2 separate regions of the Gossypium hirsutum genome follow, and region 1 is linked to region 2. A link is a contact called in public Hi-C data. All regions are on one chromosome and are shown on one strand. Each heading gives the region's core, a stretch centred on a gene start, on an enhancer-like site or on the middle of the called end of the contact. The rest is flanking DNA. Distances are from core to core; before and after follow the strand shown. Region 1 holds the start of LOC107889360 (leucine carboxyl methyltransferase 1 homolog). Region 2 has its middle 10 kb from the start of LOC107889356.

Region 1 (2,928 bases), core at 231-2,730, 120 kb after region 2:
ATTTTTCATTATTAAACTTTTTTGCATCCAACCAATTATACATCCTAAAAACATTCAAAACTAACATAAAATATAAACTAGTATATGTGATAGCCTATTATCCATAGGCAGGATCTTGTAGTATCCAACATCTATGCACCTTAAATGTTTAATGAAATGGAAGAATTGAATTACACAACTAATTATAAAGCATTGAACATGAAACATAGCACACCAATATTATAATTATATATAGGTGGTACCTGGAGCAAGTGGAAACAGAGGGAAGATAAGGAGAAAGATCAAAGAGCTGAAGAATAGGATGGAACTTCTCTTTGGATTGGCAAAGCTATATGATGACAAAAATCTTCCCCAAAATATTGATTTAACATATTGATATTTCAATATATTATTTTTCCCCAAAATTCTTCCCCAAAATAAATGAATGAATTAAAGAAATGATAAGCGAAAAGAGTTTTCAATTAACATAACTTATAGAAATTACGAAATGAAACAATCTTTTGCACAAGCTCCATATGACAAGGAGAAAGCTATACGTTTATGTGAAATGAAACAATCTATTGCACAAGCTCCAGTAGATCTTCAATTGCAGCCTCTTCACTCTGCATTAGCAAGAAAGTAAATAACATTAACATCCAGATTAATGTCTCGCCATTAAAGATAACCCTACATTACATAACTCATAGAAACTATGAATTGTCTAAAGATTCCTTATATTTCTAACCTGTCGCTTCCCATACTCTTGTGCAATTTCTCCAGCCAAGTTCCTGAGAACAACAATGAAGTGAGAACAAATTTATTCTAGTTATATGTCAACACGAACATGAAACCAATATGTTTATTATAGATTGAAAAATAAAGAAGAAGTAAATTAGTTCCAAAAATAAATTCGCATAGGTGATCTTCTGGTTACAAATTCTAAGTCGGAGCACCAACACAAAGTGGAACTTGAAACCAATATACCAACAAACACAAAAACATTAACACAATCTAAAACCACTCATAAGTTTGACCAGATATAGCTGATGAAGAACTGCTAATACAAAATTTTCACAAAAAGTAGAGTAAATTAGCATGTTATCAAGTCGGACAATGCTCACCTCACATACTCATGCTCTCAGGGCCTACTTTCTGTAACCCAGGATCGGAACCCTGAACTCTCTCTACATATAGCTCCAACTGTTGTTTCAAAGCCAAATCCTCCGCCGACTGCATAAAAAAAAGCCAAGTGTTAAAAAAATCAATACAGTTAACCAAAAAAGCTAAATCCCAAAAAGCCACTCACCAGATCCTCATCATCTTTCTTCTTTTGGTCCTCAGCTGTACAGATCTTAGGAGGATCCGAAGTAGCTACAGGACGGCTTCAGCATATGAGATCGAAAGACATGATTCCCTTCCCCCCCGATAGAAGCAAAAGGAAGAGGCTAGGGTTTTAATTTAACGTTGAAAACGAAATTGGAACAGTCAAATTGCACGCCACGTCTTGATGTACGTGATAATTTTTATATTTATGATTGATCGCACTTGAAAACTAACTATTACCACGATAAAGGCAAGTGCACTTATTGAACAGTAGTATAGCTTATAGCAAGACCGGAATGTCGAACCCACAGGAACTAAAAGTACTAGTATTAACCTTCTTTTTATTATCTAGCCTAAAAATAAAGGGATTTGTTTTATCTAAACTAATTAACTAAACTAAGAATGCACAGGAAGTAAATTGAGGAAATACTTTTGGAAAAACTGATTGATTTAGACAATACCCAAGGAAGAATCCACCTAGACTTCACTTATTATTTGACTCTGAACTAGACGATTTATTCACTTGACTCGATCCGTAGAAATCCCTAATTTATATTATTATCTCTCTCGAGACTAACAACGTCTAACCCTAGGTTGATTAATTGAAATCTCTTTCTAATTAAAACCCTTAGTGTTGCATTAACTCGATCTATGGAGTCCCTTATTAGGTTTGACCCTAATCCGGTAGATTTATGTTGCCCTATGTCTAGGGGTGTAATCAAATTCGCTTAATTATGCTAGATCTTCTCTTAGACAGGGACTTTTGCTCCTCTGAATAAGCACATCAATACTTGAATCAATATCCTGGAATGTTAAAGCAAGAATTAAGAACACATAATTAAGAACAAATCAAGTATTTATCATATAATTCAGAAAATATTAACAAGATCCGTCTTAGGTTTCATCTCCCTTAGGTATTTAGGGAATTCAGTTCATATGTGTAAAAGAAAACATCTCAGAAGAATAATAATAACAAAACATAAAGAAACCCAAAAACCCCTGAAGGAAATTGAAGGGAGATCTTCAGTCTTGAAGGAGAATCTGGCTTCTGAGATGGATCAATCGGTTTTCTTCGAGTAATTCTTTGCCTTCCACTCCGTGTGTTCACCTTTAAGTGCCTCCTCGGGTGTTTATATAGGCTTTTGAATGCTTCAAAACCCTCAAAAGTGACCTTTTCCGAGTAGAACTAGACTTGGGCTCGACAGGGACACGGCCGTGTGCCACGCCCGTGTGGGGTGGCTTAGGCCGTGTTAAAGTCTGCTAAATAGACACGGGTGTGTGGTCTACCCGTGTGAGGAAGTCCAGGCTGTGTTGATTTCCCACGTTGACTCATTTTCTCCGTTTTTGGCCCTTTTCTTGCTCTTTTTACTTTCCTATGCTCACCTAAGTATAAAACATGAAATCAAAGGATTAGGAGCATCAAATTCCACAAATCTAATGATAATTCATCCAAAAATGTGCTAAGCATGGGGTAAAAATATGTATAAATTACGACTTATCACATCTCTTCCGTTGGCTGAGATTAAAGGTAGGTAGGCATGAAATCTTCAAGAGAGAATTTATGAGAAAAGGGATTTTGATCGGTGAAACCAAAGGGAATAGAATCAAGGTTTTTAGCAGCGTAAA
Region 2 (2,987 bases), core at 195-2,694:
AGCTTCTTAAGCTAAAAGAAAGATACTGATACATATCAGATCATCAATCTATCAAATCTGAATATGCATATAAGAATCAACAACATTGAATCCAGAATCAGGAAATTTCCTTCCTCACACACCATTCTAATATCTATGCATGCAATGCGAAAAACACATAAATGACTTCAATGGTAACCTAAGGGTTCATCAGTAATTACAATTGAGTTGATACTAACGTATAAGTTAGCTAGATACTGCGAACCTTCACTTCGATAAAGTTTTCTAAACTTAAGTTTTTTGGATACTTTGAAAGGAAATCAAGAAAAAAGAAGAAAATGTAAAAGTGTTTCAGAAATACCACCGCTATCCTTATTTACTTAAGTAACGGAGACAAAGATTAGTGAAAAAAATCAGATAATTACACTAATTCTCTTGATTCACGTGATTAAGTGCACTTAATAAAATTTAGGTCTTATTCTCTACAATAGTCTGGTTCTGTTCTAACTAGACCTCAACTTGATTAACCAAACCACCATACTAAAATAATAAACAAATCTAAACAATTGCGAACTTAACGAGTTCGCCCAAAGCATCTGGATGGGCCGGATACTTAAGAAAAGAGTCCGTTGAACCTTAAAACTTGCCAAACTAGGATTTCGCCAAATGACATATTACACAAAATTCTATACTTAGCCAGAACAAATATTTTCTTACCCAAATCTATCCTTAATTTACTATATATACGCCAAATAGTAACCAAATACGGAGACTTCGCCGGGCGGGCTCTTATAGTATATAGAGGATGAGTTGAATACTCTTAATAAAGTTCATTGAATATTATTTAATGTCTGAAGCAATGGGCACAATAAATGAACTCTACCTACATAAACATAAGAAATGATGCCACTTTAACAAAAATTTAAGGGGTTCTCTTGTAAATGTTTATTGGGAATAGGAGAAGCACATGACAGTTTAGTGCTAAAGGTGAAAACTTCTAACAAAATTATAAAATAAGAATTATATGTGATATATCTTCAATTTTAACTCAATGAGTTGTGGTTCAATTTGCAGACACCAACTTCATTAAAGTTCCAAGATATATTCACTAATTGATTGTTCAAGTCGTGAGATACTATATTATATGCATAGTATTTGTTTGTATAAAAGACAATGTCTTACTATATTGTACGCATAATATTTGTTTCTGTAAAAGACAATGTATTGATTTTCTCTGAGCTCAAGTGTAGGCCTTGCACTTTGTACATCTTATTGTATTTTATACTGAGTTAATTTTAATTAATTGTTAATTTTGAATTAAATTGTAATTTAATTTCAAATTTAAAACTCAGATAATTAATAACTGAATATTTAAATAATAATTTCAGCCTGCATGTAATGAGGCTTTATTAGCACATTTGGACCGAGATATCTATCACCAGCCTAATTGCTGAAAAGAACATAAAACAGCCCATTGGTAGCAAGAACTTGAAAATAGTAAGCCTATATTACCTGATCCCTCGACTTTTACAGAAATCGAGCAATGAGCCGAAGAAAGCCCATCTGAAATGCAGGTCGCTGTTTGCTATTTAATTTACAAATGCTAAGACAAGAGTTTATTGCAGAGAGTGATTCTTGACTTACACTTAGCGTGGCCGAAACATCAATGCAAACTTAACTTCCTGAATAAATCTCTCTTTTCTTTTTCCTTCGCCATCCTTTTGAAAATTTACGATTACAAGGGCATGTATGAATTACAAGTACGTGTAAACTAATAATACATAAGGCTCAACCTTTGATGCGCCTCAATGCAAGGTAAGCTAGCAACCTATATCCTACAAACATTAGAAGCAAGATTCCCACACTCAGTTTCGGGCTAATTTGCCCTGCGATGTCTTGATCAATAAACTTGCAGCTAACTCTATTACTTCCATGGTGCAGGCAACCCAACAACGAGGAAATTTTGTTGCCTTGGCTGTATTGGACGTTAACAAACAGCTTGTAGCTGTAATATGTAGTAGAGACGTACTTGATCCATGCCATGCATGCTGGCACCTTATGCACGTAGTATCCTCCTGTTAGAACAAATGCTAGCATTGTGACAGTAACAATGGTTGAAGCCTGTTTGGCATCCATGATTACTGCTCCAAATGCAAGGCCGAGCCCCTGAGAGACGAGCACGTAGCCGAGAAGAACCACCAATGTCAAAAGAAATGCCACCAAATCAGGTTTCAATCCAGCCATCCAGTATGTCACGATAAGGAAAACCGTAGGAAGGATGAGCTCCATTGGGAGATCCCCAATAATCCGCGCCATAAAATAGGAAGAGAGAGTGTACATACCGGAAGCACGCTCTTTCATAAAGATGGCACGTTCTTGGGGAAAGGCAAATACTGCATTAAACGATGGCAAGACACCCCAAAATATGGAAATGAAGAAGAGGAGACCGAGGCGGTCTTGTATGTCTCGATAATCCGAATGCCACCACATTAAACCTGCCAAGATGGAAGCAGTAATTACTTGGAAGACTCTGAGGGTGTTGAAAGATTCATACTTTCTTTCTTTAAGCCCTCTTTGAAGTAGAATCCTGAATTGATAGAACCAAGTAGAGAGGTCAACGCTGCAGCTACTCGTGTGTTGTTTGCAAGAATGGCTCCCAATCAAATGCGAGTCCCTTTCTGAAACAGTGGTGATCTCCATACAAGCATCTCTTACTTTTGGAGCCAACAGGGTATTGTAAGAAGCAATCAGGCTTTGTTTTATGTTTGGTGTCTCTCTTTCGCATACACCATCAAGTTTACACACACCTGAAACATATACAAGGAAATTTAGGATATACTCAATAAGTAATATTCATTTCACTAGTCTTTTTTTTTTTTTTAATGAACCAAAAACACAAACCATCTTGCCTTGGGATACATTGATAGTGAAAAAATCCCTTTGTAAGTTTTTGGTATTCAGTACATATAGGCAGGCACTCATTTACATTATACAAGAAGCACTTAAAA

Evidence for each region. A called contact is a pair of places that touch in the nucleus more often than the background predicts.
Region 1: a contact with region 2 is called in a Hi-C map of leaf, with 2.9 times the contacts expected there. The contact joins the promoter of LOC107889360 here to the enhancer-like site in region 2. A contact is called at or near these places in 4 of 34 Hi-C or Micro-C datasets (callus, hypocotyl and leaf).

The regions. Positions count from the first base shown.
Region 1 is chrA09:69,578,168-69,581,095 of Gossypium_hirsutum_v2.1, forward strand. LOC107889360 (leucine carboxyl methyltransferase 1 homolog) reads right to left here and starts at 1,481. Exons shown (of 9, transcript XM_016813752.2): 1 at 1,286-1,481; 2 at 1,101-1,209; 3 at 725-767; 4 at 537-602.
Region 2 is chrA09:69,460,322-69,463,308 of Gossypium_hirsutum_v2.1, forward strand. It overlaps the pseudogene LOC107889357. Among protein-coding and RNA genes, the nearest start is that of LOC107889356, 10 kb to the left of the region's middle. Within about 2 kb of position 1,445, at least 1 of the 9 cell types and tissues checked has an H3K27ac peak or open chromatin away from gene starts, as enhancers often do. A contact at or near this core is called in leaf, where this site is marked.